Regions from separate parts of the Mus musculus genome. Here all the other regions are linked to region 3. A link is a contact called in public Hi-C, HiChIP or PLAC-seq and promoter capture Hi-C data. All regions are on one chromosome and are shown on one strand. Each heading gives the region's core, a stretch centred on a gene start, on an enhancer-like site or on the middle of the called end of the contact. The rest is flanking DNA. Distances are from core to core; before and after follow the strand shown.

Region 1 (3,352 bases), core at 461-2,960, 910 kb after region 3:
AGAACTGCAGAAGACTCAGCTTTTCCTCTTGGTTGCCACTAAATAAGCACACATTGGTGGTGGTGGTGGTGGTGGTGGTGGTGGTGGTGGGGATCCTTAAATTGTTCTTTTTTTTCTTTAAATCTGTTCAAATTTCAATGAAAGATTTTAAAAAAGTTTTTGTTTTTAGATGTGAAAAAAATTTTTTTGGTGTGCTTATGTGTACTTTTCTAGGAAGAAGGGAAGTATTTCTTCTAGATACTCCTGGTTGAGACAATGGGCTCTCTAGATACTGATTTATCTGGTTGCAGATTGGATCAGCAGAGATACTATCATGGCTGTAAAATCTGTCCAACAAAGCCTTCTTGAATTTTCATTTATCTTGATGAACTGTAATTTTTTTTTCTCAAGAAAAAAAGGGAGGAGTGCATAAAATCAAAAGGAGATTATTGAAAATAATGTTGTAAAATGTTGGTGATTCCAAGAAATATTTTTATACCAGTAGCTAATGAAAATCTATTTAATGTAAGATCAGGTGCCTAGACGTTTGTTCACTCAGGCTGATTATTTTAATATTTCTTTCTTTTTTGAGTTAACTGGCTTGAAACAAAAGGCTTGGCTCCTCCTTTCTACCGGCTTTTCTTCTTTTCTGATGCTTGAGTGTGCTGTGAAATGATGATTGATTAGCTGCACTCTGTTTGAGGTAGTAATTAGCGTTTTATAAAGATTTGATTCCTGAGATATATTAAATAACACAATAACTAGTTGAAATTTAGAGAAAAGAGGAAAAATGACACCAGGGAACGCGAGGAGCCTGCAAAACAAGAAGTGCACGCAGGAGAAAATGAGGACTGAAGATTAAACAAACACGATTACACACCCAAACACTAACAAACCCTAGACAGAGAAAGTAGGAGGGAAAAGGACTATTTTTATACAGAACAAAGGTAGCAACGAGAAATAAAGTGAAAAACATCACAGTTGAGCCTTTAAAAAACAAACAAACAAAAATCCAAACCCTCAAGCGTTGGATGCCCTCTCGCTAATTAAGGCGACGACAAGGCGAGTAGAAAACACCAGAGCTAGAGACAGTGCCTGTGATTGTCAGATAAAACCCAAAAGCTCCGGGGAATCTTTTGTGGCAGAGACTCGCCAGGCAGCGAGGAACGCTGATGTTTCCCTTAGACAACATCCACAAGGTATAACGTAAAAAAAAAAAAAAAAAAAAAAAAAAAGACACAGTGGCTTTAAGCACCTGCCTTCTAACAGTTATTTTAGATAATTCCCGATGCATTTCAATTACCCGATTCCGGGTATACAGATCGGAAACAAGAGGGGCTCCACCAACCCAAGGGAATGTTAGCAGCATTCACAGGCAGGGACCGCTCGCCGGTTAACCCTGAGGGCGCCGGCAGGAGCTCTATCCTCAGACGAACCCTGGTCCTCAGGAGACCCCGCCTGCCCGCGAGCCCGAGCATCCTCCGCTCTGCTCTCTCATCCCATCCCATTCAAGAAAAATCCCGGGATTTCAGGAGCTGCACCCGCTTAGCCCGGGGCGGCTGTTGCCGTCGCCCCGGGGGTGCGCCTGTTGGGCTTGGGGTGGGGGGCGCAGCCTCACTCTAGGCGCGGCGGATGGGGCGCGTCCCCGTGGGCCGTGCGCGCGCCCGTTGCCATGGTAACGCGCGCTCGGCCGCCCGAGGGGCTGGCGGGAATGCGGCGCGCTCTGGCAAGATGGCGTCGGCGAGGTCGCGGGGTGCGCGGTGAGCGCCGGCCGCCGTCGCTCCGCCCGGCCGGTCGCGCCTCAGGTCCGCCCGCCCGCGCGCGCCCCGCGGGCCCATGGCGGCGACAGGTGCGGGCGCGCGGCGGCTTGCCGGGCTGCCGCGGGCCGGGCGCGCCCCTCGCTAACGCGCGCGTAACTTTTCCTCGCTGCGGCCCCCCGCGGCCTCCGCGCCACGCCCCCCGGGCCGCCGCCCCGCCGAGGTGCCGTCTGCCGGCCGCCGCGGGAGCGAGGAGCGCTGGGCGGCGCGGCTCCACCATGGCTCTGACCCTGTTCGGTGAGTGCCGTCCCCGGCTCCCCGCCGCGGGTGGGCCGCGCCCCGGAGTCGCGTGCGGGCTTGGGGGGGCGCGGGGCGGGCGGGCCGCCTTGTCGGGGCTCCTGGAGCGCGGCCCCGCGCGCCGCTCCCATTGTCTCCTCTCAGGCAGGGCAATGGGCGTGAGCTCCCGGGCCAGTCCTGGGGTCGGGGTGAACACACCGTGCCTCTCTCACATACCAACTTGAGAGGGAAGTTGGCTAGTTGTTTGCAAACCAATTTTCCCTAAGTCGGTAAATAAAGATCCTGGAAAGTTTATTATTATTATTGTTATTATTATTTTGAATAAGATGCGAGAGCATCCCTAGCTTCTCTAGAATTGCCCCGTCCGTGTGTTGCTTCCTGTTGGATTGTTGGGCATTTTGGGGGGACTTGGTACATTGCATTGGAAACAAGAATAATATGTGAACCTAATTTGTTATTGGTTAAAATGTGTGCTCTGAGGAAAGAGGGCAGAAGAAAGTTGGTTACTGTAAGGTAACTGTATTGTTTGGGAAGTGATATTTTGTGGATGTAGTTACTTAACACTATTGTTTCAATGGCTAAGACAGTTTGCAATGACAGTGGGTTGGGGGAAAAGCACTGAAAAGGGACATTTCTTTTTCTTTTACAAAAAACAGACCTTGGTACATCATTTCAAGAGAACTCAGTATGTCAAAACTTAGATTTGCAAAGAATTCAGTTTTTCAAAGTAGGAAGGTGCAATGATGTATTAGGAATAACCTATTATTAATATCCAAGCACATTTCTCACAAGTTATTCGGCATATCCAGTTTCCAGTTAAGTTTTAATTATGTCATCTGACCAGGCACAGTTATGTTGTCACATACCATAAATGCTTTTTGTTGTAAATACCTCCAAGTGAATTCAGCTGCTGGCATCAGTTACTTCTGTTTCTTCTTTCTCTGGAAAATAATATCTTTACTTTACCTTGTATTTAATCTGCATTATTTAATGGAAATGGGGACTTTTTTGTACAAAGGTTACAAATGCTATAAGACTGTACCCTTAGCTTATATTTTCTTTAGAAGCAATGGCTGTGGCTGGTTAGCAACTGTTGCAGCGAATGCACAGCAGTAAGATTTCCAGAGGAAATCTTCAGACTGTATTGGAACAATTGATCTGTCCGGGTTTCTAATGACATATTCTGCATTTTTTAAGGGTTTCAAAGTAAATTGTACTCATCTAGTATTTTCTAGAACACTGACATTCCTGATAAGCAAGGCAGTTAAACTGGGGACACAATACACTTTTTAAAAGATTTTTAGCTTGTAAGCCTTTAC
Region 2 (3,725 bases), core at 487-2,986, 730 kb after region 3:
TGTGCCATTCCAGTTGGAGAGCTAGGGATGAGAAAGGCCGTGTGTGTGTGTGTGTGTGTGTGTGTGTGTGTGTGTGTGTGTGTGTGTGTGTGTGTGTAAAGGTGGGGCCTCCAGGAACAATCTCTGTACCTCCCACTCAAGTTCTGCCCAGGAAAGCTCTTATAAGCAGCCTGCTCAAAATGCCTTAGGATACATTAACTGACTTCGCTAAGATGCTGCATGTGTGACAGTTTTATGTCTGATGACATTTGCTTCTAAATGCAACCTTGTTGCGGTGTCTCTCCTCCCAAATACAGCCCTGTGAAGTAAGTTCTGTCATTACCTCCATCCCCATCTTACATGAGATTTGAAGAGGCTGAGAAACTCGGCCAAAGGTCACCATCAAATTGGACAAAGCCTAGCCTAGAATATTGGTCATCACACCAAGTTGTCTCAGGCCACAGAAAGTATTTCATTGTAACATATAAACAGGCTTGTTGATAATGATGGGATAAGAAAGACTGTGGACTGAAATTTTGTATGAAGCTATTTACAAATAGGCCCCACAGCCCCAACACCAGTGAGTGAAAGAGCGACTTTGTGTCGGAGAGCTTTTCCTGTGTGTTCACGTGATATTTGCAAACCTTTTTCTATCAAAGGGAGAGGAAAAAAAAACAGCTAAAAGTTTTCTAATGTAAGAAATTTAAGTTGCTTCTAATGATTTATGTCCTCACTAAAAATGAAAAAGAAAAAAATGGTCCTTATTATGTGTAAAATGAAGTAAAATATGACTTCTTCACTTTTTAATGATTTATGGGTTGTACCTCATACTGCGCCCTCACAGGGCACATACAAAGGTAAGACTCGGATCATTAATAATGCACAGGACGCCACATCTGGTTGGTCCTCCCAGGTGAATCAAGCCAAAGCCTGATTTAACAGATGGACACTGCACCGTTTCCTGATGGTAAAATCACCAGATGTTTAGAGATTCCAGACGTACAGAGGCAGGAGGAACGTGTTAATGATGAGGGTCCTAGCATCCCTCTGAATTAGCTTACTTCTTAACACTGCCTTTTTATTTTAACACATTGAATATACATATATATATGAATTGTGCTATTATTTGAAATTTAATTAAAATAAGATTTTTTCCCTAGAATATTCTAAAATTAAACAACAAAGTTCATGTTCTTACATGCTGTTACCGCACATTCCCCAAAGCTTGTCATTTTTTTTCCTTGTTTCATTTCTCGCTGACTTTCATCTGCAGATGCCCTCCCATTGGCCTGGGCCAGGGGCCTTCTGGTGTAGATCTGTTATTCTTGCTAGGCTCTCTCTCCCTGACTGTGCAGTTGACCCTCTATCTCTGCTGCAGGGGCGAGCTGCCTTGCTACAACACTTTCTTGGCTGTGTCTGTTAGTTTTAACGCCCTCCTTCTAAGACAGAGAGTTGATTCCAGTCTCATTCAAAAAGAGGAAGGTTAAAGGAAGCCAGCAATAGGGGTGTCAGGGAGTGAAACTAAAACAGTGCACCCAGTAGGGCTACAGGAAGGATTTCATTCTGTTGTAAGGAGGAGGAACATGAGATTGACAGCCATATAAGGAGAAAGGCCAAAGTTCAAATCCTGACATCAATAATTACTAAGTGATTTTACCCTTGGACAAGTCACTTAAATCACTGCACCTTGGGTCTCAACTTTCTCCTCTGTGCATACTTCCAAGGATTGCGTTAAAGATTAAATTAAATTGTGGGATGAATAGGAATACACTTTGTACTTTGTACAGAATAAGTTCTAAGAAGAAAACAGAGAGATAACATGTGGACTTCACACATTCCTTTGGGATATTTCTGGGTTAGGACCTGGCTTATACCAGCTTTAATTCAATTGTTCATCTCACTGATCAAGATGAGGATCCTGCACTTTCCTTAAATAAAAATGCTTACTTAGAACTGGAAGCTGGCTAAGCTCCCCACCCCCACCCACCCCCACAACAGCTAAGCCCTTCCTTCTGAGCACAGTTCTTCACTATGGTTCCCCCACTCAGGTGGCCCTCTGGGTCCATCTATCTACAAAAATAAGCTACGATTAAAAAGAAGAAAGGGAGGACTTTCTCCAAGGACTTTCCTGTGTGTTTTTAACAGGGTGAAGTTGCCCCAGGGTTAAGCACTGTGTTACCAACTGATGGAACACAGAGGCTTGGTCCCTGAACAGTAAGGTTCAACTTCCCTTCTTCATATTCTCCCCCAAATGCCTGCTGGGTGTCTGTTTAATTAGTGAGCAAATAGTGATTCCCAGAGATTATAGAGTCTTTAGCGTTCACGAGGAGAGAGTCCCAAATGTTTTCCCAGCAGTATACACAATCATTTCCTACTTTTAAATAGTAGGCTGATCTGAATATTAACTACTTGCCAATTTCAACACACCTCTCCTATAAACATCCCCTTCCTGGGCTGGGAGGAAGCCCACACGAGGTGATCCTGTGTCGTTCTCTAACTTTCTTTTTTTATGATTGGTGCAGAGCATCTGATTATTTCCAGGTGTTTCAGATTTTCTCATGGCCTCCTTGTTATCCCCCCACCCCCACACCCTTTGAGTCCCTTTGGCAATGAATGTGACCATGAGATCCAAAGCCGTAAAGGATGTATTCGCCACTTCCCTCTTATGTCTGTCTCTTTACTTAACCACAAGCTCACTGTCTTTATCCATGTTAATTCCCTGGGGTATTCACACAGCATTTGTGTTGAGTGCCTTAATTTTGATCTTCCCTAATCAGTCCCTGCCAGATGGTAGTTAAAGTTTAATGGCCCCTGTAAAAAAAATGGTTCCCTTTCTTCTTTCATCAGTCATGTGTGTTTACTTAGCGAACTGCTGGATGTTCGGAATGAACACAAAGTGACCACCAGCAAAACGAATTCAACAAACACACCAACTTAATACTTTTCATGGTAGCTAAAGATGTTGCCTGCCGCTATCCAACCGCCCATTACCCTTACCTTTTATCATCTCTCCGTGGCTGCCCTGTTAGTTTTCTCTTCATTTTATCTCCTTTCTCGGGTTGCTGGAGGCCTGGCAGTCTTCAATATGAAGCGATTAAAGTGTGTAGACACATCTCAGCTCAGTCACATTTAAGTGCTAGCTTGATGGCATTTGGCATGTTGGGAGAGCTTTCCACACCCAAAGGATCCAAGAAAAGCATCGTTCTTTATGATTCAGATAAAGACGCAGAGACAGCTCAAGAGGCCACCCAAGAGGCCATGATAGAAACTTGGCACCCTCAAGAAATAAAATAAAGAGGCCGATACATATAACAAAGCCATCTCTAAATAAATACCATGTCCTTTGTGTCTTTACTACATCCTACCACGATTCCTGAGGGAGCCGGTCCAGAACTAGTAATTAAATAAGGACAGTACATGCCATTTTACAGATGAAGTAACTGAGATGAGTCATATCACCTGATGTCTTGCCAGGCCACACACATATCTCTACACGTTTCCCGTCTCTTAGATTTATGGTCAATTTATTAAAATATGTAAGGCTATTTAAAAGAAAAATAAAAAGAAACCAAACAAAAGAGTATCAGCATTTTTAAAACAAGCATTCTGGGTGACTTTATATACACGCACCACTGAAAGCGTCTTGGTCAGTGACCAGCCAACTCCCCTGTCTGTTTTTATAAATAAAGTTTTATTGGTGCATAGTCGGGTTCATTCCTTTGCTCACTGTTTATGGCTGCTTTTAC
Region 3 (3,413 bases), core at 138-2,637:
GACACACACACACACACACACACACACACACACACACTCTAGGCTGGCACTGAGATAGGAAAAAGGATGATGGCAAGGCAGGCTCTGAACTGGAACATGAAGGGAGAGAGACAAGAGCGCGCCCACAGGAGCATCTGCTCAACTCCGAGCTGAGCGCCAGCCAGAGGTTGGGGTTAAGTCCAGTGCGGCAGATCACTTACCCTCTCCCTGAAAGGCAGGAGGCTCTCGTGTTCCCACTCATCAACTGGCTGCAAATGTACTTCCCTCCTCTAAGGTCCTCAACTCACCCACCCCCCCCCCACCCAAATAGAGGGAAAGCTCTCTACGGCGATTAATGTCCTCTTCGAAGTCTACCTTAAGCCCACCTAAATTGGTTTCCTATCATAAACACGCTTTACAACGACCCGGGAAATCTTATAGGATGTATAAACCCCCTCGAATGCTTATAAAGTAGCACATAAAACGGCGCAAGCAGAGGGAGGTCCCCACCGCCCCCCCTCCGCCGCCCCGGGCCAGCCCCTCGGCCCGCGCCCCGCGCCTACCTGTGCCGCCGCTCTTTTCGGCCCCCGCCTCCCCCGGGGGGCCCTCGCCTTCACCGCCACCGCCTTCCGCCGCCCCCTTGGGCTCTGGGCCCGGAGTCGCCTTGGCGCAGGGACTGCCCCCGCCGCCACCAGCCCCTGGCTTGGGGTCGCCCTTGTCAGCGGCGCCCTCGGGCTGTGGCGGCGCGGGAGCGGGCTGGGGCTGCGGGCCGGCGAAGGGGGGTCCGGGCGCCGCCTCGTAGAACTGATCAAAGCCCTGGGGCAGGATGCCGTTGCGACCCACGGCGCTGTAGAAGTTAGAGGCTGCGGCCGCCGGACCGTGCGGCGGCCCGGGAGCGCCGCACACCGGCTCGGGAGCCTTGAAGAGCACGTCTGGCCGGCGGCCGGCGGGCGGGAGCAGATCTCGTTGCATGGCCGCCTCCTCGGCCGCCGCCGCTGCCGCCGCTGCCGCCGCTGCCGCGGCGTAGTAGGGAGCGTAGCCCCCGGAGCCGCCACCACCCCCGCCGGGACCGCCGCCGCCGCCGCCCCCCGCGCCACCGCCGCCTCCGCCGCGGTACGGCCACTTGGCGCGCTCCAGGCCGTAGTCGCGAAAGGCCACCTCCCGCACGGGCTGGACGTGTGGCGCCAGGTTGGAGGAGTAGGGGAAAGTCATCTGGCACGAGGACGGCTGCGAGAGGAACGACGGCTTGCTGGCGAAGTCCGACGGGGCCACGTAGTAAGCGCAGCCCGGCAGGTACATGCTGGCTGCGCTGGGGCCGCACTCGTCAAAGTCGTTCATGGCTGCGCGGCGTGCACGCCGGCAAGCCTCGGGCCGCTCCCCGCGCCTCCAACCTGAGCCATCGATTGCACAAGAGGCTTGGGCCAGGATCAACTAAGCAAAAATCCCCACCGGGCGCTGACGTGCAATTCATCTTGATTGATTCTGGTGGTAATTATGTCACGTGACGCCATGGAGAGAAATGTCCTTATATCTATATCAGCGCTCGCCAACACGCCCCGGGACGGCTCCTGGCGCCGAGACGCGCGCACGCTGGGGGCGGATCGGCCTCCAGCTCCCGCCAGCTCTCCCAGGGCACTCCCTGAGCAGGCTGCGCTGCAGGCCGGTCACCTGCGCGCCGCCGGCGGCTGCCACCGCTGGGCGCATCTGCCGCCACCGGACTGGGCCGCCCGCCCGCCTTAGCCCGCCCGCGCTGCTTTAAGTACCCGGACCTAGGCCGGAGGGGAGGAGGAGGGAGGGAGGAGGGGGAGGAAGGGGGAAGGGAGAGCAGTCGAGAGCGGTGGTGGTGGTGGTGGTGGGGGGAGCCCCGGCCCTGGCACAGAGGACTAGGTGTGAGAGTGTGAGGTTCCCACCCCCACCTTTCCTGCAGCCGCTCCCTCCCCCGCGACACAGCCACCCTCCGTAGCTCACCGGCTGGGAGCTTGTTGCTTCTTGTTCAAGGGGCGTAATTGCGACACTCTCTAGGGCGCAGGGAGCCCTGATTTACATATTTCTCTGCGGAGTGCGTTCCGGCTGGTAGGGATTTGGCTCTCTTGGGTTCTGACACCAGGGACAAGAGTGCAGACCCTGGAAAAAACGACTCCCAGGAGCTAGCTTGGCGTGGGCCTTGGTACCCATTCGGCCTTTCTTCTTCCAGGTTTTTCCGCTCTGTTCCCGTCCCTCCTTTCTTTGCTTACTCCTCACTCTTCTCCTTTCTCTCTCCTGTCTTCCTCTCTTCCTTTCCTCGCCTCCATCCTGCTTTCTCTCCTTTCTCCAGTCTTTCTTAGTACCTCCATCCTTTCCCTTTACTCTCTCTCTCTCTCTCTCTCTCTCTCTCTCTCTTTCTCTCTCCTCTCAATACTCAGCCAGCGTGGAAACACAGAGGTCCCGGTTTTCTGGCTTTCCTCAAAGCTCGAGGGTCTGAAGAACAAAAGGAAGATGAGTCCCACTCTCACAGAATAAGGTCCCTACTCACCGCCCACAGACAAACCCCTTGTGCTTTGGCCTTCCTCTCATCGTCTTCTGTGTTCAAGTCTCTTGGAGCTTTCACTGTGTTGGAGCCCCACTAAGCCCTGAGCAATCTCGTGGCATATCCCCAAGACTCCTCTGGAGCCCTTGAATTTGATGGTCATAGCATCTCCCAGGGAGATCGGTTGGTTCTCCAGGGGCCCTCAATAGCGTCTGCCTGCCTGTTGGAGTCTATCTGCACCACCTGACTCCGAGGTAGACTTTCCAGGCCCCCAGCCACTTGCTCCAAAGCCTCACTCATTGGGCTGCGGCAATCCTCTCAGGCCTGGAGTCCAAAAGAGGCCTAGGCTCCCACCTCCAGCTTACCAGGCCTTAGTCTCTCCCCAAATCCAAATCCCAGAACCAAAGGCAGCAGCCTTCCTCCTTCCTCAGTGTTCCTTTACCCAGGATTCAGCCCAGAGGCCTGGGCTTCAGCGCTATGCCCCGTTAGGCAGCTCTGTTCTGGTTTCCTTCCTTTCCCCAGACCGCTGCGGTTCGGGTCCTGTGCTCTTTGCGCACCCAGCCGACTTAAGAGAAAAGGCCGGTGGTCTGAGTTGCTATCTATTTTCTAGCCGTCGCCCCTTCCTCTTCTCCTCCCTCCTTTCTCCATTCCTCTCTTTCCTCCGCCCTCACCCGTGTCTGCTTCCCTCCCCCAAAAACTGCGCAAACAGGTCTGTGGCAGTGACGACTGGTGCTCCCCAAGCTCTCTCCCACTTAGCTGTCCATCCTAGGTGACCCCTCCCTGCAACTACCCCCCCCCCCCACACACACCCAGATTCCTGTTGGCACCATTCTCCTAGCCCGGAGTCCGACACACAGCGTATTTTTATCTGCCTCCCTATCTCCATCTCAGTTCCAAGCCTCTCCCTTTCTGAACCCTGGTCGACGCC
Region 4 (3,538 bases), core at 884-3,383, 690 kb after region 3:
GACAGCTTAACAACTCAGCCAGAAAAGTCAGGAAAGTTGCCTGACAGTTGCTAGCCCAGTATGGGCTCTTAGAAAATGAAGGTTCTATATAATTTAGACCTAATAAAAACTGACAAAGTTCTTTCCTATCCATAGTTCATCATGCATGTTAGCAACTCCTCTAGGCTCCACCCAGAAGCTACCTAGCAACAGCTTGTGTCTTTGCCCAACAGGTATGAGCTAGAGCAGGTGTATAAGAAGACAACTTCTCTCTCTCTCTCTCTCTCTCTCTCTCTCTCTCTCTCTCTCTCTCTCCCTCTCTCTCTCTCTCTCTCTCTCTCTCTCTCTCTCTCTCTCCCCTCTCTCTTGTCCTTCTCTGTCTCTGCCCACCACTATCACCTTTCTTTGCCTGCCTGTACCTCAACTCCATGTCCCCTTCCCATCCTCTAATAAATTTCCTTCTATACTAGGCCTGTCGTAAGGCTGATTGTTCAGTACGACACCTCTGCATGGGCCCACTGAGATGCTCCCTCCTGCTGCATTATACCACCATTTTATAAAACACAACAATGTGTGTGCATCCTTAGCTTTCTCCGGCTGCCATAACAACATACCACATGCTGAGCAATTTACAAAGCAAAAAAAAAAAAAAAAAAGAAAAGAAAGAAAAAAGAAAAGACCGCTTCTTTTTGAAATGTATTTTCTCCCAGTCTTGAGGTCCAAGATCAAAGTGCTGGTTTCACATAAGGCTCCTCTCCTCTGTTCACAGGTGGCTCTCCTCTCTGATGACTGTGTGTGTCTAAACCTTCTCTTTTTTATAAGGAATTAAATTAGATTGGTGGCTCCTTGGAAAAAGCACTCGCCATCAAGTGTGAGCCAGTGTTCTGGTCCTCCAAGCCTACATAAAAGCCAGGTAGATGAGAGTTCTCTGTAATCCCAGAACTCAGGAAACAAAAACAGGATATCTCCAGGGCAAAATGGCTAGACTGACTAATCTTAATTGGCTGGTGGGTCCTGGTTTCGGCAAAAGGCCCTTCTTTAACAAATATAATAGAGTGTGATGGAGGAAAGCATGCAAGGTTAATTTCAGTCCTCAGTGAGCATGCTCATACATGCATATACACGCACATCGATGCACATAGGCACTGTTTGTGGGGATGGTGCGTGCTTGTGCATGTGCGTTGACTAGACTGGGGAGACTCTCCATTCACTCACCTCTTTAAAATCCCTATACCCACCCACACACACTGAGACCTAAGGGGTTGGGGTTTCAGCCCAGGAGTTTGGAAAGGACACACGATGCAGGTCCTTACTGAGCAGTTTCACCCTGCAGATATTCCTTGGGATGAGGTTGGCCTCTACATCTCTGCATTTCCCTGCACTAACACCCAAATTTCTTTGCCCCAAGTCACCCTTACTTGAGTTACAGTGGGAATGAACAGTGTGCCCAGTACACTAAACGGATATGCCAAGTCCACACAGTAGTGGTCTCAAAACATGCTCTGGTTAATGGCATAAGTCGAGGGGACGGAGAGGGGAGACCAATGGCATAAGTCGAAGGGATGGAGAGGGGAGACCAATAGGAAGTTTCACAGCCTGAGCTGCACAGAAACAGATTCCATCACCCAGACTCTTTTCTACTTTTGCTCTCTCTTCCACCCTATGGAGTGAAGGAAATCAAATCCTGAGGAGGAGGGGAGAGCTGGTTATCCTAAATAACAATGGTATCTGTGGGGTCAAGGTCAAGTGGAGATAGAGGAAGAGGAGACCAGGAGGGTGCGCTCCAGTTAAAGGGACCTGAAGAGACTTAGAACACTTGTCTCAGTATCAGCAAGGTGTTGCTTTATCCTTGTTCATCCCTGTTTGGTTGTACTCTAGAAGACAGTGAGTGTGCTCATCAGGAAAGTGTCCCCCTTCCTCAAAAAGATAACAGTGTCCAGGAGGCCTGGGAATCCTCCAGTAGGTTGTAGAAATACACACAGCATGAACATGGAAAGGAAAAACACAAACAACCCATTCCCTGGGCTGTTTTTCTCCTTTCCCAGTTACAAGAGGAGGGCTTGCAAATGTGAGTGTCTGTGTAATTCAAGCCCTGGCGGAGTGCCTTCTACAGGGCTCTGCACTGTGTTCGATAAATGGATGTTGTCAATGACGACACCATTGTGCAGTCACATTTGTTTCTTCGGCCGGATGCACGGCATCTGCATGGTTCCATTGTTCTTTGGGGGCTCTTCCCTCCTTAAAATGATGGATCGCCCGGTAATAAGAGTGCTTGTGCCTTTATCACCGCCCATTGTGCCTCCTTTGGCTTCCCTTTCACTGCCAGGGCCATCGGCTGAGGATCCGCTCAGTCTCTTGTTGGCTTTGTGGTACCTAGCAGCTCCCAGCCATTCTGGTTTTAAAATATCGGAAGCTCTTTGATTGTAATCATCGGGGTTTGTCGGTTAGAGGAGGTACGGATTGTGTTTTAATTGTTCGGAAACAACAGTATCCTGACTAGCCTTAGCCAAGTGAGTCTCCCCTGAGCAAAGATGACCCAGCTGGTGAAAATGAAGGAGCAGATTCAGCAATAAAAACCAGGGGGTGGCCTACCAGACGGGTTATCTTCTTCTTTAACCTTGGAGCCAATCTCCAAATGCAGATGTCGAAAATAAAAATATAAATGAATACATTAAGCACCTAGACTAATGTTTTAGCAAATAATCATCACAAGCTGTAAGCTTGATCCCTCGTCTCTGTATGTGGCGTTGCTACTGTGGCACTCGCTATGATACCCATTACTGCATCCACAGATCAGAGCCCAGGAGACAACAGCCCCTGGAGGAAGAGTCAGTGGGAAAACAAAAGCCCCAGTTTTTATTTTCCACACAATCACAAAGTGCAGTGAAGGTGCTGTGATAGAGTCAGATACCATACACAGGGTACAGCGACAGACTCCACAGCTCAGGGACAAATCTCACTGAGGAGATATGACCTACACAACTACAGTTCCCAAAGGATCCCCCTGATGTTTAGGCCTGAATTAGAAATCTGCATTAACAACTTAGTCATTTTTCTCCTGCATTGTATAACAGTTACAATGTATGTGCCATTTGCCTTACTTAAAGCCTTGACTGTGTCCCCTGGGCTTTCTGATAGCTCTACCGGTGGCTCTGGTGCTACCAGATGTTTTGAACAAGCAATAGCACAACTGTCTTCCCCAGCCTTTGTTGAGCAGTAAAGATGTAAGAGCACTCCATCTGGACCTTGTCCTAGCCCACAGACAGAACAACAGCACCCTACAATGGGTATGGGGGAAGGAACCCTAAAACCAGATCTAAGAGATCGGGGTCCTGCTGCCTGACTGCCATTTCATTAGCAGACGAGGGAAGGTCATTGTAGCACTGTCACCACTGGGGACTGTCACCACTGGGGACTGTCACCACTGGGGACTTTGGGCATCCAGCAAACAAAACCATCCACAAGAAAGTATTGACTAAGCCGCTGCTCTACCCGTTTCCCTCTTCAAATGCTTCTTCAGGCTAGGAATGAGCAGGGAAACTCTTGGCTCCTCATTTTA
Region 5 (3,442 bases), core at 554-3,053, 890 kb after region 3:
TCCATAGCCCTAGCACACGGCTGGTGCCATTTACACTCACGGTAGGTCTTGCCTCTCGCTTAACCCTCTCTGAAAACGCCCTTATAGACATACACACAGGTGTGCTTCACCATCTTCTAGCTAATTCTAAATTTAATCAAGTTGACAGTGAAGATTAACAGTCACAGTGAACCTATGACTTAACAGGCAACTTCTCATCTTCAACACAACTCTTTTGACTTGTTACTACGCCTTAAAATTTGTACAACAATGGCAGAGTAAACCTATCCTCATTGCTTTGCCCTTTCTGTCTTTCCCCACTAGGCTCTTATTCAATTGTACCGGGAATTATTTTTTCCAGAATGGATCATCCTTACTCAACATGAACTTCCAGGAAGAGTCTACTGTGGGCCCATCCCCACTCTGAACCTACATTGGCATCAGCATGCCTTGAGATGTAACCAACATCTGATGGAAACACACACAGCTTATTCTGCTAACAGGGCAAGGGGAGGCCCTGGGAAGTGGGCCAGCTAGTAAGAGAAGCCTTGTGGGGGAAGCTTTGGCACTATAGTCTACTTGGTCAAAAAACATAAGAGAGGGCTGGAGATGCAGCCTGAGAGTGAAGCATTTGCCTAGCACATATAAGACCCTGGGTTCAACACTGAGCACTGCAGAGAAGGGGGTGGGGGTGGGGGTGGGACGAGGCTAGAGGTTGCTTTAGAAAGGTATTCTGATGACGATAACTCTTCTATTGCTTGAGAAATTGTACCCTTCTTGCACTATTAAAAGTCTCTAAAGAAGCCGGGCGTGGTGGCGCACGCCTTTAATCCCAGCACTCGGGAGGCAAAGGCAGGCGGGTTTCTGAGTTCAAGGCCAGCCTGGTTTACAGAGTGAGTTCCAGGACAGCCAGGGCTATACAGAGAAACCCTGTCTCAAAAAAACAAAACAAAACAAATAAATAAATAAATAAATAAATAAATGTCTCCAAAGAATAAATTAAGGTGCCTTCTTTGCAATCTGACTTTAAAGTGGCTATGAACGTTTATAGTTCTGCATTGTAAGTTTATAGGACTTGTAGTTACAGGACTTACTGTCCTGGCTTATGTTTTAGAGATCAAAGATGATCAGGCTCGGAATCAGATCTCCTGTACAGCTGAAGGGCACACCTAGAATTTGAAACAAAGACATTTGAGAAATGATATCAGGCTGAGGTGGTCTAGGAAATTCCATAATTCAAAGAGTCTGTAGGTAGGGAACTGCTAGAGTCCTGACACCACCCTCCCACAACCAAGTCACAACACTGTTGTCCCCTCCAGTGATTTCTGAGTAGTGCCTCCTCTTTGCATTTCTGCTTTGTCATCAAACTGGTCATAGCAGGCGCGGAGGCACTGGAGATGGGGCTCCCCAAGGACGGAGAAAGCTGTTCTCTGCCCCTCTGAGATGCTAGAGAGGAAGGGAGGCCTTTCTCCACCAGCTCTCACCAAACTGAAAGGTGGCTTGGGTGCTGAGTCGGCAAAGAAACCAAGAAGCATCTGATCCAGTGAAATTAAATTGTCACAGTATGAGCTGGACCCCAAAGCCCTGGGACTGCTTCCCAGCCCTGAAAATGAACGGAAACTTCATGATCCCAATGGGATCTTACAATGTTTGTTTATACTGCTGGGCAGGGCGGAGCTGAAAGGCAACTTGTAGAGAGCTTTTAAAAGTCACACCTAACTCAGAAGGTGAGAGGAAATAGAAAACAACCTTAAGGACCCCAAAGCCGGCTTGGAGGAGCGGGCTTGGAGCCTCCGTGTAGCATGTGATAGTTTGGCCTCTGGGTCCACCTGCTGGTGCGCTTTGCTCTTTCACCGCTGATCACTATACGTGATGCTGTCTCCCTGCAGTGTGGCAACAAGATGTAAAGATGGATTCTCTGAAAGAACCGGAAGAGGGAGTGGTTGGTGAAGAAGGCAAGTCTCTGTGAGGCCAGGTGTGATCGAGGGAGCTCAGTGGATGTGTTTACATTTCTGAAGACGCAGATGCCCCCAGTCCTGCCCCTGAGCCTGTGTAAAGAATGTCTACAGTTGTGAGGCTGGCTGCACAATTGATACCATGGTTGTCAGGTGGCCTCACTTTACCACTACTGAAGGTCAAGGCAGTCAGCAGGTGCCCGCCAGATCTGCATGCAGTCCAGTAGGATTTCCCCCATGCTTGTGCTCGTGCATGCGCGCACGCGCGCGTTTGTGTAACAGTCTACTGCTGAAGCTGCCTGGACAGGCCTGCTGTCGTTGCTTGCACCTTGCACCTTTCACAGCCTCTATGCTTAAGACTTACATGTGTTGTTCAGTCAGCTTGATTTACTAATTCCTAAATTCCCATGCCTCCCTTCTCCAGCTTCAAGGACCAGCAATTCCTCTGACCTGCCAATTTAGATGGCTCGTTTGAGCTTACTTGGGCTATACGTCACAACCCGGAGATAGTACTGGGGTGATGTCACACTTGGAAGTCACTTATTACTAAACTGAATGCAGTAACCCTTGAGGGTTGCTGCAAACAGAACACCTTGACTGACAATATGTGGAATGGTCCATGATGTCAGGGATCCTGGGGAGATCCCCACGCGGAGACAAAAACACTTAGAGTGCAGAGCTTTGAGGAGTTTAACACATGTGGAGACCTGTATGTATCATACCTCCAGCTCCTGATATGCTACATGTAAATGCAGTTTGTGAAGCGGCTAGAGCCAGTTCCAGCTTGGGTGTGTGAAGGGTTGGAATGGTGGTACCCAAGGTATCGAGCATCACAGTTACCGGGAGGGCTTGTTAGAGTAGACTGCTGTCACCAGATGATGTGAGGATGCTGGCTCAGGGGCCATCCTCACAATCAAGATCACGATAACCAGGAGTTAAGCCACTCAGGTGTATATGGTACAAATAGTCAGGCATGTGTTGTGCTCTTGTGGCACCAGCTACTTGAGACAGAAGTAGGAAGATTGCCAGAGCCCAGAATTGAGACCAGCCTTGGCAATATAGTGAGACTTGACTGAGAATGAAAAGACATGATCATACAGAGGAGGAAAGCCTACTGGCAGCAGTTTCAATTAAAATGAATTTAACATATACTTAGCCAATTGGTCTTCTGATCATCTTATACTTATTCCCATGACTCTAAAATATTCATTAACTTTCTTACAATTGCGCATTGCTTTCCTAAATATATAAAAAGATTTCCAGCGGTGACTGGCTCTTGATGCCTCTATTTGGTCAAAGAAACTGAAAAGCTGCATTTGAAGAAGTTAATGGCCGGGCAGTGGTGGCGCACGCCTTTAATCCCAGCACTCAAGGAGGCAGAGGCAGGTGGATTTCTGAGTTCAAGGCCAGCCTGGTCTACAGAGTGAGTTCCAGGACAGCCAGGGCTACACAGAGAAACCCTGTCTCAAAAAAGCCCCTCCCCTGCCCAAAAAAAGAAGAAGAAGTTA
Region 6 (3,761 bases), core at 1,087-3,586, 770 kb after region 3:
ACATACATACATACATACATACATATGGACATTATCCAGCCTTAGAAAAGAAAAATATTCTGACACATGTCTCAACCTGGATAAACAATAAAAACATCTGCTGTGTGAAAGACATCAGTCTTTAACTAGGTGCTGTGACCCAGGACTCTCAAGACTGAAGCAGGAGAATACAAAGTTCCAAGCCAGCATGGACTGTATGACTAGATCCAATCTCAAAATCCAAAACTTGACCTTAAGAAAAGGGCAACTGTCTAGCTGTGGAGGCACAAAACTTTGATCCCCACACCTGGGAGGCAGAGGCGGGAGGATCTCTGTGAGTTTGAGGCCAACCTAGTCTACAAAGTGAGTTCTAGGACAGCCAAGCCTACACACACACACACACACACACAGAGAGAGAGAGAGAGAGAGAGAGAGAGAGAGAGAGAGAGAGAGAGAAATCCTGTCTCAAAAATAACCAAGAAATGGGGCTGGAGGGTTAAGAGCACCACTGTCTGCTCTTCCAGAGGCCCTGAGTTCAACTCCCAGCAACCACATGGTATATCTGAAATCAGCTACAGTGTGTTCATATACATTAAAGAAATAATAAAAAAAGAAAAGCAGGAGTATGCTGTGAGATGCCTCAGTGGGTCAAGGTGCTTGCTTGGCCCTACACCTGTCGACCTGAATTCAATCCCTGGAATCCGCATGGTGAGGACAGAGCCCTGGCTCCCTCAATCTGTTCTCTGACCTTTGCATGCACACTGTGGCATATGCACCTATACACACATCTGTCTGCCCTCACATATGCACAGAATAAATAAATAAATGTAATGAACTAAAAGAAACAGCAGCTAGTTACAATGAGACAAATAATGCAGGACTTAGATGAAGGATCTAGAATAGTCAAGTTCAAAACAAAAACAATGGTGATTTTCTGAGGCTGGAGAAAATGCTATGGTTAAAACAAACAGACTGAGCAAGTTATAATTTTATATCTAAAAACATATCATATATACATACAACTAAATATGTATATAAAACTAAAGAAAAAGAGGCCTCAGATTTGAAAAGTCAAGAAGTGTCTAGGAGGAGGAGGGGGGAGGAAATGGGAGGGAGTGGTGTTTGAATAAAAAATTGGCCCCCACGGGTCCATAGGGAATGGCACCGTTAGGAGGTGTGGCCTTGTTGGAGGAAGTGTGTAACTGGGGGGGGGGGGGGTGCAGGCTTTGAGGTTTCAGAAGCATAAGGCAAGCATAATGGCTAACAGTGGTCTCTTCTGGCTGCCTGCCTTCTTCCTTCAGCTATTCTCAGCTCTGTCTCCAGCACCGTGTCTGCCTGAACACTGCCATGCTTCCTGCCATGCTGAAAATGGACTAAACCTCTGAAACTGTAAGCCAGCCCCAATTAAATGTTTGTTTGTTTGTTTCTAAGAGTTGCGGTAGTCGTGGTGTCTCTTCACAGCATTAAAACCCTAAAACAGGGGAGAACCTATGAGATTATATTATCTCAAAAAAACTATTTTAAAAAAATCAATAAGAAGACCAGACGTTGAACTACAGCCATTTATCTGAGACATTTCTGCATCCATCTGGTTTGTTCAAAGTTATCAGAACTGGGTGCTGAATAGATTTTGAAAACTATTCAGGCACTTTTTTAGTCCGAAATGATGATACATTATTATCTCTTAATTCTCCCAGTTATAATGGTGGAAGGCAGCAGAACACAGTGGTACATGGCTTTAATGTCAGCACTTGGAAAACAGAGGCAGGAGGATTTCTGTGAGTTGAAGGCTAGCCTAGTCTACAGAGTTGCAAAGCTCTTGAACCGTCATTTGTTCTTCCCAGGACTTCTAGGTAGGTCTTCTGAGAAAAGATTTGTCGTCTTAAACAAAAGCAAACAAACAAACAAACAAAAAACCCTGTTTTAGAGTCTTACAAAGAAATAATCCCGCTGGAGTTGGTTATGAAGAAGCTAACTACTTGGAAGGGTGAAAGTGGACGATCAAGGTTCTCCCTAACTTACATACTGAGCTCAAGGCCTGCCTGAGCAACTCACCCTGTTTGAAATAAAAGCCAAATCAGGGTCGGCTTGTAGCTCCCTGGGAGAACCCCTGCCTGGCACGTGCAAGGAGCGAGGCTCAGTCTGCGATAGCGACAACAACTAAAAATTATCTGCACCGTTAGTAACACTAACAAAGCCAAGAGTCGTCTTCAGTGTGCTTTTCATTTCACTGGCCGCCAGCCGGTCACGGAGGGGGCCTGTCATTGTCCTCCTCTGAGAGTTACCAATAAAGTTGTTACAAAGTGACCTTGAGCGTCTTCCCCCGCCTTCTCCATCCGGGTGCTGCGGCGCGGATAAGAGCCGCACCGCGCTTGCGCGCCCAGCCCCACTGCTTCGACCTCTGCCGCCGCCACTGCCGCCGCCTCGGGAGGTAAGCGAAGGTAAACGGAGGGCGCGGGGCCCGGGCCGGGGCGGAGCGGGTCTCCCGGCCCTGTCCACCGGGCTTGCGCTTCCCGGGCACGCGGCCACGCTGACCGCCTGCGCGGGGCCCCTCGGGGCCGGGGTGGCAAGGACAGGCCCCTGGGGGGGACACTTGACCTTAAGCCTCTTTTCGCTCCGCAGAGAGGAAGCGGGAGAGGAGCCCACGTCGCCTGTCACCTAGATCCACGCCGCGCCGCCAGGAAGAAAGATGTTCGCCTGCGCCAAGCTCGCCCGCACCCCCGCTCTGGTGCGTAACCCGGGCCTCGGCCCAGCATTCACGCCGAGGGACCGGCTCTCCTTCACCCTTGCCCCGATGTCCTCTCCTCCCTCCCTCCCTCCCAACCCTGGGGCCCGCAGACAGTTCCCGGCCATGTGTCCCCCCCGAGGCCTAGCTGACAGGCCTTCTGGGCGTAGGTCACAGCCTCCTTGCTCGTGGAGCGCGCCCCTCCCCCACCGCCCGGTCCCTATGGAGTTGGGGTCGACGCGAAGGTCGGGGTGCTGAGAAGTCAGGAAGGGGCAGCTGAGGCCTAGTTGCCTGCACAGCGTTTCCCGTGCGCGTCTGTAGGTCAAACTCGCCGCTGCAGAGGGAGGGACTTTGCTTCCTTGTGTGGGCGGAGAAAGGTGTTGGGGAGCCCCGAAGCTTGCTTTTTTGGAGGCTTTAAGTGAAGTCTGAATCTAAAAGATTTGTGCTAGAGAATCGGGTCCTGGTTCTGGAGGGATTTTCTGTGACCTTAGTGTCCGTGGACACTCAAGGGCAGAGAAGCCAGACTGCCAGATGTCCTTATAGTGAGAGTATTGCAACGGCTGTTAAGCTGACATCAAAATGCTTAACTCTATAGTAAATTTAGAATTAGTGGGTATTTAGGAATCCTTTGAAAATTGTAGGAGCTTCATTAGCTGCTGGACTGTTGTAAATGATCAAAATCATAGCGACACCCTTATGAGCCCACATAACTTACTTGAATTTACAGCACTACAGTTACTGAAACTTCCACAACACTCAGTCACTTGGTAACTAATTGGTCTTAGGATTTTTGTTTACAGATAGATTAAATAGAACATTCCATGGTTCATTAGCATAAAATTTTAGGTTGGCTTTGTGTATGCACAATGACCAAAGGCCATGCTAATTGCAGAGATAATAAATCTGTTCGTTCTCTTCTGCTTTCTCCTTTAGAGTTTAAAGTTGCACAAGAGGTCACTGAAGACTAATGTGTACTCTTTAGTACTTGAAATTCTTTCTTTTCCTTCCATTAATAGATCCGAGCTGGATCCAGAGTTGCATATAGACCAATTTCTGC
Region 7 (3,571 bases), core at 569-3,068, 810 kb before region 3:
CCCTGGTGGTCTCATGGTATTAAATAATCGGTACCACATGTATTCATCATTTGCTGACAGCAGAAGAACAACTTTGGCATTTTATTGTCTGAAGAAGCAGGCTCGATGTTGTTTAGGTTGCTGGGGGCTCCTTTGCTGATGGGTCTTCTCCTCCTCCTCCTCCTCCTCCTCCTCCTCCTCCTCCTTCTTCTTTTTTTTGTTGTTGTTAATTTACATGGCAATTAGTTTAAACCCAGAGTCAGGCACTCCTTCCAAGGTTGATTTGAGTTCCTCTTTGCAGGTTGCCCTGAGAATGATTTAGCTTTCTGCTTTGTTTTTCTGTAGTAATTGGGGCAAAGAGAATGTGTTATATATTGTTAACTCTCTGTTGGGTGGAAGACTTGCAACTGGGCAATGTAAGTTAAAAAAAATCATTACTGAATTAGGGTCTCTCTCCTTCTCCCCCTCCCTCCTCCTTCCTCTCCCTGTCACCTCTCCCCTCCCCCTCCCCCTTCCCCTTCTCTCTCTTTCCCTTAGCAGTGTAGAAGAGATAGTATGACAACCTCTTGCTTCCTTGGACCCATCCCCTGAATTGAGTACTCCATGGGTAAATAGAAAGCTGTGAGTGTAACTGTTGGCTCACATTTCCCCTTATGTGTAATGGAAACAACAAACGTTTTCCTTTGTGAAAACCTAAAAGCCTGTGTAAGCTTTTGAGAGGAGGTTGAAGTCAACGCTCCACACTGACTGCACTTCACAACAGCGATTCTCACGAGGAGCAGGAGGCTGCACTGATTGTCTGGGGCACACCGATATGACAGACACTGTCAACGCTGTAATTAAAACAACAACAACAACAAACCCACAAATAAACACGATCCTTCCAGATGGCTCTTGATGGGCCTTTTGAGAAAGTCAACAATAACTTCCGTTTCCGAAGACCTGGAAAGCTCTCTGCATTAGCTAATGTCAGGGCATGGCTTGCCTAGCCAGAGCAGAACAAGTTACCATTGCCAAGGACAAACATGGTGCCCCCTGTGCCCTCCTTATCCATGCCTTCTGTAATTGAGAGGGATAATTACAATGGCGCAGGCGCTGAGGTACATACGTGGCCAATGCTCATGAGTCTAACTAACTTGTGGTTTGTCTTGACTCAGTAGCAAAGTGGAGAGAGGCCCTGCAGAAAGGCATCTCCTGCTGCTGCTTTCCAAGGTAGCCCCTCGCCATAGCAGTAAACTCCCAGATTGCAAGTCCTTCAACTACCTCTTATTAGCTGGCTGACACTGGGCATCTGTATGATACCATCTGAAGCTATGTTTCTTTACTTAGAAGACAGGCGATAAAATCGAGTACCTGAGTGAGCTCTTAATGCCGTGGCTGGCACAGGCCAAGTGTTCACATGTACCAATTTTTCACTAAAGAGGACTTAGAAAATAAATGAAAAATAAACTTTGAGGGTAACTGATGTTCTTGAACATTAAAAAAATCACCTCCAGTTTGGCCCAGTCTTAAGTCATCCTTTAAAAATGAGAGTTAAAAAAAAGAATATATATATATTTTTTTTTTTCTTTGAGATATGGTCTTGTTATATAGCCCAGCCTGGGCTTGAGTTCATGATCTTTTTGTCTCAGCCCCTGAGTTCTGCGATTACTGGTAGGTGCACTCAGCCTGAGCTAGCCACTTTTAATACATGACTTTGTCTGTCTTTAATCAAGAGCACCCCCACCTGTGGCCGGTTTCCTTTAAAGTTCTTCAATTGCCTTCAGCGGTTTTATGTATTCACCCCTAAGCTGTGGAAAGAACAGAATGTGAACACTTCGCCTGGCCTCAAATGTTTAGACTTTGCTGTTCCAAACAGTCAATAAATAAGGAGTGCCTATCACATCATTAGGGGATTCAACTTTCATTCCATTGCTTCAAGAATTTGCAGAATTTAAGATGTGAAAAAAAAAAAAAACCAGGAAAACAGAAGAGAATCTTCCCTGTTGTGGGAACTGTAGGTCTCTCTTTTACAGAGCTTGAAGAACTTGAGCCATGGGCACTTTCTTCCATGAAGAATTTCTCCTGCACTGGAAGACTGAAACAAGAGTCCTGAGTCCCCGTAGGAATCTTCAGCTTGTAATTGGAAAAGTGTGCACTGGTGTGGAGCTGGGCCACTGCCAGGCTGTGTGTGACAGGAGCCAGTCTCTGCTGAGCTCCGAAGCATTTTGCAGTTTATGGCAAATCAGTGTCTCCACTGGAGTCCTTTTTAATAGGCTTATTTAGGTGGCATTGTGTGTGTGTGTGTGTGTGTGTGTGTGTGTGTGTGTGTGTGTGTGTGTTGGCTTAGGGAGAAAAGCTTTTTCTGAGAGCTTTGCAAAGCATCACTGCAGCCCTGGAGGGAACAGGTTTTGGTTTTGTGGTGTTTTGCTTTCAACTGAGAGTTGATGCTCTTTGGTTTCTCCTTTAAACAACCCCCCCCTCCCTCATTGCTTTGAGCAGTGTCCCTGGACTTGGGGGAACTCCCTCACAATGTAGCAATTACTGATTTATGTTCCAGTGATAAGAATGTGTTTTACTGTGGTCATAATATTTGTCCAACTTAACTACTATGTACTGTAAAGTATCATAAAAGCTTCTCAGATCAAACATTATGAGACAAAGGATCATGAACTGCCCCCAATCTATGCACTCCGACTCCTATGAGATCTGTGGGCATGCCACCATGAAGAGAGGACAGATAGAGAAGCCTGTGCCCTCCCACTCCAATTTAGGTCATCTGAACCTTCCCGATGCCTGCTTGTCATCAGCTGAGCCCCTGGGTTAAGGTTTAAAACCTGTTATTTCCCTGGCTTCACCTCATTGTAGCATCAATCTTCCTCCTTTGGAAATTAGGAATTTCACTTAGATTTGCTGTCAACATGTAAACCTGGCTTGGGTTCATGTCTATTCTATGATACTTTTCCCTATCTTATCTTCTATTTTGATCAGTTACTGTTAAGGATACCTTTTTAAGGCATTCCCCCCCCCCATTTTTTTAAAAATAGGGTCTCATGTAGCTTTGACTTGTCTGGAACTCACTGTGGAAACTAGGCTGACTTTGAACTCTGCCTGCCTCTGTCTCCATCCCCAGTGCTGGGATTAAAGGCATGTGCTACCACACCCCCAATCCAATGTATCTTGATTATTTCCACTCTTAACTCCTCCTTCCATTCTCCCCAGAGCTCCAAGCATGTCCTCTTCCTACCTTTATGTCCTTTCCATTCATTTTATAACCTACTGAGTCCAGTTAGGATTACCCCTGGGTGCACGAGTGAGGTCATTCTCAGGAGCATGGGCAACCTGTCAGCAGCCACACCTTAGTGTGGCTTGTCAACTGCTAATAGCTCCTGTGTTGGGGCAAGGTTTCTCTAGCCCTTCTTCCATGTCTGCTGGGGTGTGGAGTGATTTGATCTTGCTCAGGTAACCAGAGTTGCTGGGAGTTGATGACAGTTATCCTGCAGTCCAGCAGACAGCATCTCACAGGACCCTCCCACTCTCTGGCTTTCACATTCTTTTTGCTCTCTCTTCCCTGTTGTTCTCTGAACCCTGGAGAGATTGATATGATTGATCG

The links. Promoter capture Hi-C pulls out the DNA fragments that hold promoters and counts their contacts. Hi-C and Micro-C count contacts between places; a contact is called where the count stands out from the background. HiChIP or PLAC-seq counts read pairs in DNA pulled down with a chosen protein or histone mark.
Region 1: a contact with region 3 is called in a Hi-C map of embryonic stem cells, with 4 times the contacts expected there. The contact joins the promoter of Chn1 here to the promoter of Hoxd11 in region 3. A contact is called at or near these places in 15 of 39 promoter capture datasets (the 3T3-L1 cell line, 3T3-L1-derived adipocytes, the HPC-7 cell line and 10 more), 11 of 484 Hi-C or Micro-C datasets (the HPC-7 cell line, cerebellum, embryonic fibroblasts and 2 more), 11 of 115 datasets of contacts at active chromatin or transcription factors (astrocytes, bone marrow-derived macrophages, craniofacial prominence and 8 more) and 2 of 9 other capture datasets (liver and pancreatic islet).
Region 2: a contact with region 3 is called in an H3K4me3 HiChIP or PLAC-seq map of embryonic limb bud, with 4 times the contacts expected there. The contact joins the enhancer-like site here to the promoter of Hoxd11 in region 3. A contact is called at or near these places in 14 of 39 promoter capture datasets (the C10 cell line, the HPC-7 cell line, HPC-7-derived erythroid cells and 10 more), 4 of 15 datasets of contacts at CTCF or cohesin (CD8 T cells, embryonic stem cells, large pre-B cells and 1 more), 54 of 484 Hi-C or Micro-C datasets (B cells, the Ba/F3 cell line, the C2C12 cell line and 38 more), 14 of 115 datasets of contacts at active chromatin or transcription factors (the NIH/3T3 cell line, bone marrow-derived macrophages, craniofacial prominence and 10 more) and 4 of 9 other capture datasets (adipose tissue, liver, macrophages and 1 more).
Region 4: an H3K4me3 HiChIP or PLAC-seq map of embryonic limb bud shows a contact between it and region 3, with 5 times the contacts expected there. The contact joins the enhancer-like site here to the promoter of Hoxd11 in region 3. A contact is called at or near these places in 6 of 39 promoter capture datasets (the HPC-7 cell line, HPC-7-derived erythroid cells, cranial neural crest and 4 more), 9 of 115 datasets of contacts at active chromatin or transcription factors (craniofacial prominence, embryonic basal ganglia, embryonic forebrain and 6 more) and 2 of 9 other capture datasets (liver and pancreatic islet).
Region 5: a promoter capture Hi-C map of embryonic stem cells shows a contact between it and region 3, with 7 times the contacts expected there. The contact joins the enhancer-like site here to the promoter of Hoxd11 in region 3. A contact is called at or near these places in 15 of 39 promoter capture datasets (the 3T3-L1 cell line, 3T3-L1-derived adipocytes, the C10 cell line and 9 more), 1 of 15 datasets of contacts at CTCF or cohesin (embryonic stem cells), 8 of 484 Hi-C or Micro-C datasets (the HPC-7 cell line and embryonic stem cells) and 12 of 115 datasets of contacts at active chromatin or transcription factors (embryonic basal ganglia, embryonic forebrain, embryonic hindbrain and 6 more).
Region 6: a contact with region 3 is called in an H3K4me3 HiChIP or PLAC-seq map of craniofacial prominence, with 6 times the contacts expected there. The contact joins the promoter of Atp5g3 here to the promoter of Hoxd11 in region 3. A contact is called at or near these places in 10 of 39 promoter capture datasets (the C10 cell line, HPC-7-derived erythroid cells, cranial neural crest and 6 more), 2 of 15 datasets of contacts at CTCF or cohesin (pro-B cells and stem cell-derived epiblast-like cells), 4 of 484 Hi-C or Micro-C datasets (LSK cells, embryonic fibroblasts, embryonic stem cells and 1 more), 22 of 115 datasets of contacts at active chromatin or transcription factors (craniofacial prominence, differentiating embryonic stem cells, embryonic basal ganglia and 12 more) and 3 of 9 other capture datasets (adipose tissue, embryonic stem cells and macrophages).
Region 7: a contact with region 3 is called in an H3K4me3 HiChIP or PLAC-seq map of embryonic limb bud, with 4 times the contacts expected there. The contact joins the enhancer-like site here to the promoter of Hoxd11 in region 3. A contact is called at or near these places in 4 of 39 promoter capture datasets (3T3-L1-derived adipocytes, HPC-7-derived erythroid cells, embryonic stem cells and 1 more), 5 of 115 datasets of contacts at active chromatin or transcription factors (craniofacial prominence, embryonic forebrain, embryonic limb bud and 2 more) and 2 of 9 other capture datasets (adipose tissue and embryonic stem cells).

The regions. Positions count from the first base shown.
Region 1 is chr2:73,773,704-73,777,055 of GRCm38.p6, reverse strand. Chn1 (chimerin 1) reads left to right here and starts at 1,710. Exons shown (of 13, transcript NM_001113246.2): 1 at 1,710-2,033. The coding sequence starts at 2,015.
Region 2 is chr2:73,951,747-73,955,471 of GRCm38.p6, reverse strand. No RefSeq gene overlaps it. Among named protein-coding and RNA genes, the nearest start is that of Gm38603, 7.7 kb to the left of the region's middle. Within about 2 kb of position 1,736, at least 12 of the 459 cell types and tissues checked have an H3K27ac peak or open chromatin away from gene starts, as enhancers often do. A contact at or near this core is called in embryonic limb bud and pre-B cells, where this site is marked.
Region 3 is chr2:74,680,297-74,683,709 of GRCm38.p6, reverse strand. Hoxd11 (homeobox D11) reads right to left here and starts at 1,387. Exons shown (of 2, transcript NM_008273.2): 1 at 543-1,387. The coding sequence starts at 1,317.
Region 4 is chr2:73,990,631-73,994,168 of GRCm38.p6, reverse strand. No RefSeq gene overlaps it. Among named protein-coding and RNA genes, the nearest start is that of Gm31472, 14 kb to the right of the region's middle. Within about 2 kb of position 2,133, at least 10 of the 459 cell types and tissues checked have an H3K27ac peak or open chromatin away from gene starts, as enhancers often do.
Region 5 is chr2:73,790,797-73,794,238 of GRCm38.p6, reverse strand. No RefSeq gene overlaps it. Among named protein-coding and RNA genes, the nearest start is that of Chn1, 17 kb to the right of the region's middle. Within about 2 kb of position 1,803, at least 18 of the 459 cell types and tissues checked have an H3K27ac peak or open chromatin away from gene starts, as enhancers often do. A contact at or near this core is called in embryonic stem cells, where this site is marked.
Region 6 is chr2:73,909,901-73,913,661 of GRCm38.p6, reverse strand. Atp5g3 (ATP synthase, H+ transporting, mitochondrial F0 complex, subunit C3 (subunit 9)) reads left to right here and starts at 2,336. Exons shown (of 5, transcript NM_175015.3): 1 at 2,336-2,410; 2 at 2,602-2,707; 3 at 3,721-3,761. The coding sequence starts at 2,669.
Region 7 is chr2:75,490,903-75,494,473 of GRCm38.p6, reverse strand. The region is part of intron 2 of Gm50595; the gene reads left to right. Among named protein-coding and RNA genes, the nearest start is that of Gm39854, 16 kb to the left of the region's middle. Within about 2 kb of position 1,818, at least 12 of the 459 cell types and tissues checked have an H3K27ac peak or open chromatin away from gene starts, as enhancers often do. A contact at or near this core is called in embryonic limb bud, where this site is marked.